3 separate regions of the Mus musculus genome follow, and regions 1 and 2 are each linked to region 3. A link is a contact called in public Hi-C and capture Hi-C data. All regions are on one chromosome and are shown on one strand. Each heading gives the region's core, a stretch centred on a gene start, on an enhancer-like site or on the middle of the called end of the contact. The rest is flanking DNA. Distances are from core to core; before and after follow the strand shown.

Region 1 (4,004 bases), core at 870-3,369, 700 kb after region 3:
AGAGGACACAGGTGAAGCTCGAAAAGACTCAGAGACATGGTCATAGCAGCTGCTCTCTCCGTGTCAGAGAAACGCCAAATTTAAGCGAACATCCCCTAGTCTATGCCTCCTAGCTCGGAGACCTCTCAGGGAAGCTTATTCACCAAGCCTTTCTAGCCCCAATCCCTGCCTCTTTCAGTAACAGTTCTGAGAAAGGATCAACTTCAGCTGTGCAATATGCTGGCCAACATTTTAGAAACGCTGGAACCAATTTATTCCATCTGGAAACTAGTTTCAGCTTTTATTGCCGCAGAATTGAGTCCAAACTAGACCAAATTTCCAAAAGGAGGCCCCTATTCCTCTACTGTCAGGATTTTTCTCTTTTTTAAGGTGCACTCATTTAAAAGATTTAAATGGTAAGCAGCATCCAAAACCTTTGACTGTTGTAGACCAGCTACATCTTCCTAGATAGTTTCTTTTCCATGTTGCTTCTTTCCATGAATGGAAACCAATTCTACCCTTGAGGACTCCAAAAGGCAGAGTTTGCAGAAGTTACTCTGTTCTGTGGTGAGTGTGTATTTTACTCATTGTTTCCCTAATGCCCTGCAGTGGTGACTCAAGCGCTCTCCTAGAACAGCAGAGGATGGATCTCTTTTGCATATACATTAAAATATTAACAGCTACATCTAAATAAAACAGTCGCCCCAAATCTATTTCTACAAACACATCAAAATGATGTAATGTTGAACATTTTCAACAGCCTCATGCATAAGAGTTCTTTGTTTCAGTCCATCTGCTCCTGATTAAACATTTTATATTTCCATTGTGATTAATTATGCTATTTATATACTTGAAAATGATTTGTTTGGAAAGGTATAGGCTAGTGTAAGCCTCTCGTTTCTGAGAATGACAGCCCTTCAAAAAGTAGAGCGGCACTGTGCACTCAGGAAATTCACCATCTGCTTCCTTATGCTCTTAGAACATATTACAAACCTATAGCAGAACAGAATTGAGGGAAAACCGAGTCTAAATAATGCTAATGGCATTCATTTGAGATGTTCAAAAATGTATCCATTTTTAATTAAGCCAAGATACTCTCTAGTCCCCAAAGAACATTGGACTGCTTCATTGTTTGTTATCTGCACTCAGATTTAGAGTTAAATCGTCAAATGGCTGGACATTTTCCACCTGGTCTAGACAGCTCCCTTAACTCATTCTAGTCAATCTAGATTGAGTATACCAGGACTTAGCCCAGACCAAAGGACTCTTCACCAGACTTGAGCACACCTTAATCCCATAAAGAGAACAGGATTAACATAATAATAAATATAATTGAGAAAAATGCTCTAAACAGAGTGCACTGGAGCCTTGAGGTGGCTCAGTAAGATGGTCATTTCCACCAAACCTGATAGGAGCTCAATAGTGAGCTGAATGCAGGCCCCAGAACTCCCATGGTAAAAGAAGAGCATGAGTTCCTGCGAGTTGTCTCGGTTGCATGCACCCACAAACATGTAGGCATGCACTTGAGTAATAAATACATAAAAGGTAAGTACGTAAATACGTAAGTAAGTAAAGTAAAAAAGTAAGAAAACTTGTTTCAATGATTATTTCCAACAGGGATGTTTGTTGATAGCAACAGACTATGTCCCTATAATTTCGCATTTTTACATGATCAAACTTGTATCTGAAACCAAGAATAACCTGTTATTCAGCCTGACCAATCTGCTTTTAGTCAAATTTGATTTTCGTAGCAAATCTAAACAGAACTGCCCTCACATGAAAATAAATGTATGCCAAACACTAGATGGTGATTTTTTTTTGTTTTTTTTGTTTTGTTTTGTTAATGTGCATTATCTATTTCCAACAAGAACAGACACTATCAAGCTGTCTGCTGGAAGGCTATTCACAAAAGTAGCCAACGTGACTTGCTTTCTTCTGCCTCTTGTTTTTCCTAATCAGTGCCCACTCATTAACACACCCACGTGCTTTCGGGCTTTGTGCCCTGCACACCATTTCTTTGCTCTGAGTGTCTCTGACTGCCTTCCCTCTTCTGTTTTCTTCATCCCAACTGAGAACTGTGCTATGACTCCTGGCATCTCTATTAAGGAGTGAGCCACATGGAAGTGATTAGCATTGCAACTGCAAAAACTGAAAGCACTCCCTTGCACACTATGGAAAGGAAACATGTCATGTAGCAAACAGGTTCCTGTGGTGGGGTTTGCAGCCAGGAAGACAAACTATTGGCTGAGATCTCAGTTTTCTTGTTATCACTGTAGATCAAAAAGATGTGATCATCCCTTCTGATAGCCTCCCCGCTTTGGTAAACAGCCTCTGAGTGAGTTCATTAAATATTTAAACAGCCCTGGTATCTATTAATGTTATCAGACACATGAAATATGTCTGATGGATTTATTCTGCCGTTAAGGAACCAGACCCCAGTGTCCCTCCTGGGAGTGAGCTCCAGCTGTTTAAACTATAATTCCATCACTAGGAGGCATGGTGAAAGCACTGACCTCTTAGAAACGGACGGCTTGCTACTCAGCCTGGAAATTGCAAATGAAACCTTTCTGTAATAATGTTAAAATATGCACGCATAGGAATTAAAGCACTTGGGGTCACCAGCAAAGCCTGATGTGTTTTCGGTAACCTCTAAACAGCTGGCAGAAAGAATCCTATAAATCAATGCTTGGAAGATTAGCAATCAGGGGATATATAAGTCTTTTTGGGTTCAGTAGCTCCTCCGCCATAGCTGAAAGAATCTGAATCAATCCTTTGAATCTTTTGTGTCCTTTTAAAATACCATTATTTTTGATTCTGTTTCTCAGGATGAAGATTTATGCTGATACTGTACTTCTTACTTACATTCATAAAATCAACATAATAAAATGTTACGCATGAAGGCCTTCCATCTTTAAGGTAATTTGTAATCCCCCCTTTTGACATTTGAAGCTCATAAGGAAACAACTTTGGCAAGTGAGATAAAGAGTGTCTTCTTAAACCTCCTACATAGGACTAAGACATGTTTTAGTTCGCTGGTGATAGATCATCCATAGCCCTGAGAATTGTTTATACCAACCTAAATTGATATGAAATTCCTTGAGTGGCTTACAAGACATAAAACTAGATGTTTCCATTTCCTAGACATGTTAAGCTTCCTGGCTATGAATGGGAAGAGCTGGACTCGTCGTAGTAGGAAATGTATTATTCTTTCTGAAGTCATCAAACAAGTGGGAGCCTCACAGCCTGAAACACAAACTAACTTTGAGTATCTTTCCAAGTATCACATACATTACCATGGTTTCTAATTGATAACAGACTGACTGTCAAAAGATGAAGATCTAGGTGATATAACACCTATGTTAAATGACAGAACAAAGACCCCCAACAGATCAGCTATGATAACAATGACCTAAATATAATATGATAGTAATGAGAATCAGGGCACAATCCTGGATTTTATTATTTAAAGAAAATTATATATGAAAATGTGGCAAGGAAAAAATAAAGATAGTAAATAATAGAAAACATTTCCCAGTGACACTTGGGGAGTCATGGTTTCACCATGACCTTTGCATATCCTTGAGATTCACCAACACTAAAATTCCAGTGTCTGTCCAGGCTGGAACAAAAGGTCTGCCTTTTGCTTCTCTGCTCTATATATTGGAATAAAATGAAAATAAGGGAGATGATCTATAATGCAGCAAGCAATGGAGAGGTCAAACTGAATTCCCTTGGTTGCAAGTACAAATGTCTTCTACAGTTATGGTGGGCTAGCCTGGACAGGCATAACTGACACAAATCACTCTTTATTTCTAGATACAGAGTAATTGTATCTTATGAGACCCCAGTTATACCAAAGAGTTGAGAGTCAATAGGATATCGAACAAACAACTCTAATAATACACAAGAGAGGGAATGTGACAGAACTCTGCTATGAGTAAAATAAACAGGTCTTAATTGGCTTCAAGTTTATTACGAGTCAACTCTGAAAAGTCTGCCATAAGGGCTAATATAATCTGATTTTT
Region 2 (4,074 bases), core at 308-2,807, 590 kb after region 3:
TTATCCCTCAGTAGCAGCCTCAGCACCAACTTGGTCCTGGTCACCACCATTCAGCCTGCATAGGCTCAGTGATGCTCTTAGGCCATATCAGTTTCATATCACTGCAGCTTTGCAGAGGGATGCTCTTCTCCATAACCAAGGTCAGGTCAGTTGTGTGTGTCTGTGTGTGTGTGTGTGTTTTGCTTTTGCTTTTGTTTGTTTGTTTGTTTGTTTGACTCATAGATACACTAATACACTCTGCCTTGCCACACTTTATAATCTTCATACACCTCAAATAGTTTCAGGTGTAGGTATATACTGAACTCATCAGTCCATTACCCTCAACTCCAATTAGTGTTCCCCGTGAAGTATATTCTTTCTTTTGGTATTTCTGTTAGTTGCTTTGCTTGTTCATTTGTTTGTTTTTGACTCAGTATGATTTCATGGCATTACTTTCCATTTGTAGAAATTTATCGTTCTTTGAAATCTCTTCATGTACAAAAGTCTAAAATAAGCTTGTTTTAAAGAGAATGAATTCCAACTCCTTGGAAACTGTCTCACTTCGTACGTGAGGTCGAGGAAGGGAAACACTTGCGAGGGAAGCCTTTTTTTTTTTTTTTCTGTTCCAATAGAAGCATTTTCACAATAAGAATAAACTTGTATATTACTTGTTGAAGTTAAAACAAATAAATAAAATGGATTACAGGGAAAGACATTGGAATGAGCTGAGGCCTGAGAAGCACACATGACGTAACACATGACCACAGTCTTTAGTGCTGCAGGCAAAGTTCTGCATTCAATTTGCTACTGGAGTCTTAGACTGAATACCACCCCCAACCAAACCACCACTGCCCACAAAGCAGCAGCCAGCTGCAAGACAGATTCCCAGCAGACGGAATGCAGGTGAGATAGCAGCAGAGCTTGAGAGAGCTCAGCCTAAAGGGGGCATGTGGGGTTTGGAGAGTTTTAGAAACTTTTATTGTAGGAACACATGTGTTAGTGTGCCAGATGGAAGCAATTATGGCAGGGAAACTTTGCCCCAGCCTTAAAACTAAATTCCAATACTGTGAGCTCAGGCTAATGACTCCCCTCCAGGACAAGCAAAAGCAGACCACAGTGAATTTTCAAGATTGACTTCACATTACATCAGGTCACGATTGGCCCTACTAAAAACCCATCTGAACTTTGTAGTATCTGTACATCAGTTCTCACTGGGAAAAGATGTGACTTCAAACTCACTCATATAAATAAGTATGCTTGCCTGTAATCTATCTTACAAATCTCATCTGACACTGGACTTTTACCGTCTGAGGAGCAGAAAGCACAATTAGGATTGCTGATGAATAGCGTGATTATTCCAGATAGGAGAAATCAACTCCATTGGAATATTTCTGCACATATGGTCCTTTCTGAAAGAATCTTGATTCCTTTGACGGAGACAGGCACATACTTGACATCTTCCTTACTAAACAGTATCGTGGGAATTAAGATGGAGAAAATAAAACAGACTGCAGATGAGTGCTAAATCTATGACCTATAAAACAGTCAGAAGGATTAGAAGTAGATCCAGCCCCCTGAACTCCCTTGCCTGAGGATTTTTCCTGCAGATTTAGGCACGGGAGGAAATTCTTTCTCTCTTTGGTTTTGTTGTGACTGGTGACTCAGAAACAACTGGTTGGTAATGATTATTAATGTACAGGAGTATGTTGGCTTTATAGTGATGCAGAATCACCTGTCCAAGAACTTCAACACTGTTACTTTCATGGAACCACTGGCTGAAGGATTTACTGGAAAGGGAAAGATACTTGGAAGGTACAAAAACTCAGAGTCTCGAAGAGATGAACTTAACTCTGTTTCATAAATCAGTTCTATTCCCTTTGAAAGATAAAATAATGTTTTACTTAACTAGGGAGATCGAGAAGTCTTACAAATGTATAATACCATCTTAAAGACATAAATCCATACTCTCAGTGTGGTTCACACAGTCAGACAAGCTCATTGTATCAACACAACCAGGAAACTATAAGCATAGTATAAAGAGGACAGAGAAAAAGCTTAAGTGTGTGGCTTCCTGATTGCCTGATTGCCTCCTTTTATGGATCAGCCTAATCCCCTACCACTAGATACAAGATTTGACTTCTCCAGTCCACAGTGGCTCATGAGAGCAGAAGAGCAATACATTCCCCAATCCTTCATTTGGTTAGTGAGGATGGGAATGTAGAATACATAAATGGAAGTGTATTAACTTCTCCTATCTGGAATAAACATGTTGTTCATTAGCAATCATAATTGTGGTTTCTACTATTCAGGCTGTAAAAGTCCAGTGTCAGTTGAGGTTTGTAAGCTAGACTAAGTGACTCAAGGAAGCATGGATACACTTGTGTGACAAAGTAGCTCTACTATTCTGTCCTACTTAATCAGATTTCCTCAACAATGCTGTTTTATCATTGAACTCTGAGTGTTGAGCCCCTTACTCGGATCCAATTTAATCATTTGTTTTGGAAACCTACAATATTAGCAAACATAAATGTTGTGAAGAACCAAATCTCCACTATGAAATAACCGGTGAATTTCCTTGCCACTGACTTACATGTGTGCATTATTTTAGCAAACTTTCCAACAGATCTTTCATTATTACACTTAGTGCTAGATGTTAAAGGTATAGTGACAAAAGAAACACTGAAAATGGCTGGGTCAACAGAGCTTCTGAGGCGGCGCCATCTTCGGCTCCAGACAACTGGCCACCTTCCTGGTGAGAGCACAGGGGTCCGCCCGGCCCGAGAGGTTTGTGCCTCAGGCCCCGGCGGGAGCCTCCTTGGCTCCGTGACTCCGAGGAGGGCAGGCTGCACGGGTGACGGTGTGGAATACAGAGGCCAGCCATTTCTGGGACAGGCGAGAGCCACAGAGCTTCTGAGGCGGCGCCATCTTCGGCTCCAGACAACCGGCCACCTTCCTGGCCAAAGCAACACAGCTTCTGGGAAAGATCCTGTTTTGGGCCTTCATCTTCAGCCAGGAGGAGGTCCAAACACCAGATAACTGTGCACCTTCCCTGAAAGAGGAGAGCTTGCCTGCGGAGACTGCTCTGACCACTGAAACTCAGAGGAGAGAGCTAGTCTCCCACGTCTGCTTATAGAGGGTAACAAAATCAACAGAGGAACAATCTCTAAACAAAGACAACTATAACAACTAACTCCAGAGATTGCCAGATGGCGAAAGGTAAACGTAAGAATCCTACTAACAGAAACCAGAACCACTCACCATCATCAGAACCCAGAACGCCCACTTCGCCCAGTCCAGGGCACCCTAACACACCTGAAAAGGTAGACCTGGATTTAAAAGCATATCTCATGATGGTGGTAGAGGACATAAAGAAGGAATTTAATAACTCACTTAAAGAAATACAGGAGAACACTGCTAAAGAGTTACAAGTCCTTAAAGAAAAACAGGAAAACACAACCAAACAGGTAGAAGTCCTTATAGAAAAACAGGAAAACACATCCAAACAGGTGATGGAAATGAACAAAACCATACTAGACCTAAAAAGGGAAGTAGACACAATAAAGAAAACCCAAAGTGAGGCAACGCTGGAGATAGAAACCCTAGGAGAGAAATCTGGAACCATAGATGCCAGCATCAGCAACAGAATACAAGAGATGGAAGAGAGAATCTCAGGTGCAGAACATTCCATAGAGAACATCGGCACAACAATCAAAGAAAATGGAAAATGCAAAAAGATCCTAACTCAAAACATCCAGGAAATCCAGGACACAATGAGAAGACCAAACCTACGCATAATAGGAGTGGATGAGAATGAAGATTTTTAACTCAAAGGGCCAGCAAACATCTTCAACAAAATTATTGAAGAAAACTTCCCAAATCTAAAGAAAGAGATGCCCATGAACATACAAGAAGCCTACAGAACTCCAAATAGACTGGACCAGAAAAGAAATTCCTCCCGACACATAATAATCAGAACATCAAATGCACTAAATAAAGATAGAATACTAAAAGCAGTAAGGGGAAAAGGTCAAGTAACATATAAAGGCAAGCCTATCAGAATTATACCAGATTTTTCACCAGAGACTATGAAAGCCA
Region 3 (4,099 bases), core at 1,572-4,071:
GATAAATCTTCTCTACCTGGCTTATGTCATGTCTTCAATGCTCAGCGTAGTATTTGACATGTGTAGTACATTCAAAGTTGTGAAATAACGAACATGGAGAATTCATCTAGTACTTTGGTTTAGCCAACAGGCGACTTTCATTATAAGCAAATATTTGTAAAATGATATAAATGGAATCTTAGTTTTTAATGTTACAATGAAGGTAATAGACTTTAAACGATTACAGTTTGTTTTTCCTACAGTAGCAAGACAACCATTGAAACTAGTCTTTGGCCTGTTCCCAAATTCCCCATGCTTTCACAATACATTTAGCATAAAATAAAACTTTCTTCTTACACTTTAAGACCAGGGCTTCTTAAAACTTTTCTACTTATAACCTCTTTTGCATGAGAAATGTTTATATAACTCTGGGTATATAGTTGTATACAAATAGACTATTTACTGATAATAAATCATCAAGAAATTTACTTTTAAAACTTCTTTGGTTTACATGTCATTTTTCCAGTTCCTAAGACTAAAGCAAAGTTGCATGCAAATGATATATCTGTAATTGTTTACTTTTACGTACAGAATTAAATCTTGTCTAAATAGTTCAGGATACAGGGCATTTTCAGTATCTTCCAGATTTTTGACAATTAGTTTGACTTTATAATTGTTAATGCTCATCACCACTTCAAATGAATACATAGTAAAATATGTAACAGGTTTAGGCTTATTATCAAAATTGTTAGAAATTCTGTCTTGCTCACAGGCAAAAATTTATTTAATTTTTTTATCAAACAAAACTCTAGTAAACAAGTAAAATAGCAATTTTTAAAACCAAATATTCTAACACAGGAAAATCTAATTGGGTAGTTATTTGATAGCTTGATACTGGGGACTGTCAGGAAAGTACTAAAAGCCTTTGTTTTCCATAATTGCACATCATGTTATCATAAGAACAAAAATCTTTGTATGTATCATAAAAATTGCAATTCATGATGCACAATTCCAAATTTGTGCAGAAGTATTTCATTTAATGAGGTTTTCTTTGTATATTCTAGATACTAATCCTCTGTTAGATGCACACTGTGATTATTTATATATGCTTGGCTCAAGGAGTGGCACTATTAGAATGTGTGGCCCTGTTGGAGTAGATGTGTCACTGTGGGTGTGGGGTTTAAGACCCTCATCCTAGCTGTCTTGAAACCAGTGTTTTGCTAGCAGCCTTCAGATGAAGATGTAGAACTCTCATCTCCTCCTATGCCATGCCTGTGTAGATGCTGCCATGCTCCCACCTTGATGATAATGGACTGAATCTCTGATCCTGTAAGCCAGCCCCAATTAAATGCTGTCCTTGAAAGAGTTGCCTTGGTCTTGGTGTCTGTTCACAGGAGTAAAACTCTAAGATACAGTTGGTCAAGATCTTTCACCCACTGTGTTGACTTCCCCTTCACTGCATGAAGTTTCCTGTGCTGTAATCAGTGTTTTATTTCACAATGTCATATCTGTCAGCTGTTGACCTTATTTCCTGAACAGCTAGGTTTCAGTCAAGAAGGCTTTGAAGATGCATGTGTCTCAAGAGGCACTTCTTCAAAATGTCCTCAAGCATTTTCATAGTTCCAGGCTTCATATCAACCCATTTGGTGTTTATTTTTGTGTAGGCTAAATGGGAAGGATCTAGTTTTATTATGCATCATGTAGATTCTCAATTTTCCCATCACCAGTTCTTGAAGGGGCTTTTCCCAAAATATATTGTGGCATTGTTGTCAAAAATTAGGTGGCTATAATACATATATTTTACTTGGTCTTCTGTTTTATTTCAATGATCTCAACGGTCCAGCTGGTAACGACCCTCTTCAACCCATAAATATGTCTCTTATTTATATACCTGAAGCCTCAGAAGTCATGCCTGTGATAATCTTGTACCAAGAATGGGCACCTGATCTAAGCTCAGCTAATCAGTGTCTCCTGGCACAGATTTTCAAATTGGAACCAAAAAAATGTACTTCAGACCATTTGGACTTTTGGATAACAGATGTATTTACTTGGAGATTATGGGATATCGTCATAACTCTAAATGTTACTATAAAGGAAAGAGAGAGAGAGAGAGAGAGAGAGAGAGAGAGAAAGAAAGAAAGAAAGAAAGAAAGAAAGAAAGAAAGGAAGGAAGGAAGGAAGGAAGGAAGGAAGGAAGGAAGGAAGAAAGAAAGAAAGAAAGAGAAAGGAAGGAAGGACAGGCAATGGAGAGGCAGCAGAGTTGCAGAGAAAATCTGCCTCAATTCAGAATGGAATTTTCAGTTTCCCAGTCTAGTCTTATTATGCATTAATTATAACTGTCCCCCCCCCCAAAAAAAAGCTAAAATGAACTTCTTTTCAGCTATCTTAAATCATTCCTATTACACACACACACACACACACACACACACACAGGATGTGGGGCTACTTATACTATTAATGATAATTCTGGTTAAAGAAAAGAGGTTGCGTTGAAAAGTTGAACACATGGAGCTCATTTCACACACATGTGCTGCATCTGCTTTCTCAAACTGTGGAGATTAACATCAATGTGGTTACTTAAAGTTTGCCAAAAGAGGCACTATATGAAGTAAGGCGATAACTACAATCCTGGCAATGGTCTAATAATACATGCATAAAATTAGGAAGGTTTCAGAATTCCACACCTGGCCAGTGTGAAATGATCAGCAATGGCTCTTTAAAATGTGGGCCACCAGAGCTGGTTTGCTTGGCTCTAACATGCCGGACTGTTAGTCACATGACCTAGACAGTACTTTCATATGATAATATCAGGAGCCATTGCTCTTCTGTCTGCGCAGTGCTTGCCGTTCTTATTTAAATGAATTCCATCTGTTTAGAAAGAATTCTTCTTTCAGAAGCTCACAGTATCTGCTTTCCTAATCAGACAAAAGAAATTCTTCATTACAATAAAGTGTTCTCTCACACTAATTCATCCAGTCATCACTGGCAAGGCTTGCAAAGGTCTGTGCTGACTTGTGACTACTGTAATAACTTTTAAGCAGTTTAAAAAAACAAAACAAACAAAACAAAACAGCATTTAAATAATCAGTATGTCATTTAATTTCTATGTTACCAAAAGTATATAATTTCTTTCCACCTGCATAACTACCACCCATGTTCTAGTGTGACAGTAATTGAAAGCCATCAGTCTTGTTTTAAAAAAAATAGCATACCTTTCTTTAACTATAAATATTTGTTTTTTGGGCATTGTTGTCAAAAATATGAAGGCTGTAGTTCTGTGGACTTATATCTGAGTCCACTATCCTATTGATCAACGTGTTTGCTTTTGTGCAAGTGCCGTGGTCTCTCTAGCTGGTAATGATACTCTTCAGTCCTTAAATGTGTATATTATTTACACATCTGATAACTTCAGGAGTCATATTTGTACTTCTGTGCTGTACAGCTAATAAAATTCTTGTCAGTGATTTTAGAATCAGAACCAAAGAGACTATAGTTGCTACTGACACATAATTATATCTTTAAATATAGATAACCATACACATGTAGCAACAGAACAATAGTACTTGGAATCAACTTGTGGTTAAAGGATTTGTGGGTTACACTAAGAACAAAGTAGAAAATTGATGTTTATAATTTGTGGATCAATGTGTGGATCATGTGTTTTAGAAGCTTGTGTGTATGAGTCCGTTTTCGGTATCTTAAGGTACTAGAAAAACATGTGAGCATTCTTGAGAGTAGGAAATGAGTCTAAGATGAGAATAGCAGTAGACTGAAAGTCTAGGAAGAACTTTTACATTGTTTCCTCAATGATGCCTCTTGTTGCAACCACACATACAGGAAGCTTAGAAGGGCTGACAAGCTCCCCCAGCCTTCTTTTACAAGGGTGTGATATCCTTCACAAGAACTCCATCCCAATGACCTTGTCATACTGAAAGAACTCCTCTAACATCATTGCAGAAGTCCCTAAGTTCCAAACTATGAATTTGAAGATGACAGAAACATTGATACCATAGAACAGACCATTTTATAAGCAAGTGTTCTGCTAAGTCTGGAATTCCATTATTTAGAAATTATATTATAGTGATCATTTCTATTACTTGTAGGAGTAGGAATCATTTTC

Evidence for each region. A called contact is a pair of places that touch in the nucleus more often than the background predicts. Capture Hi-C pulls out chosen DNA fragments and counts their contacts.
Region 1: a Hi-C map of cranial neural crest shows a contact between it and region 3, with 4 times the contacts expected there. The contact joins two enhancer-like sites. A contact is called at or near these places in 2 of 484 Hi-C or Micro-C datasets (cranial neural crest and uterus) and 1 of 115 datasets of contacts at active chromatin or transcription factors (embryonic stem cells).
Region 2: a capture Hi-C map of embryonic stem cells shows a contact between it and region 3, with 4 times the contacts expected there. The contact joins two enhancer-like sites. A contact is called at or near these places in 2 of 484 Hi-C or Micro-C datasets (cranial neural crest and uterus) and 1 of 9 other capture datasets (embryonic stem cells).

What each region holds. Positions count from the first base shown.
Region 1 is chr4:13,467,177-13,471,180 of GRCm38.p6, forward strand. No RefSeq gene overlaps it. Among named protein-coding and RNA genes, the nearest start is that of Gm46881, 50 kb to the right of the region's middle. Within about 2 kb of position 2,120, at least 17 of the 459 cell types and tissues checked have an H3K27ac peak or open chromatin away from gene starts, as enhancers often do.
Region 2 is chr4:13,364,019-13,368,092 of GRCm38.p6, forward strand. No RefSeq gene overlaps it. Among named protein-coding and RNA genes, the nearest start is that of Gm46880, 83 kb to the left of the region's middle. Within about 2 kb of position 1,558, at least 54 of the 459 cell types and tissues checked have an H3K27ac peak or open chromatin away from gene starts, as enhancers often do.
Region 3 is chr4:12,767,825-12,771,923 of GRCm38.p6, forward strand. No RefSeq gene overlaps it. Among named protein-coding and RNA genes, the nearest start is that of Triqk, 140 kb to the right of the region's middle. Within about 2 kb of position 2,822, at least 13 of the 459 cell types and tissues checked have an H3K27ac peak or open chromatin away from gene starts, as enhancers often do.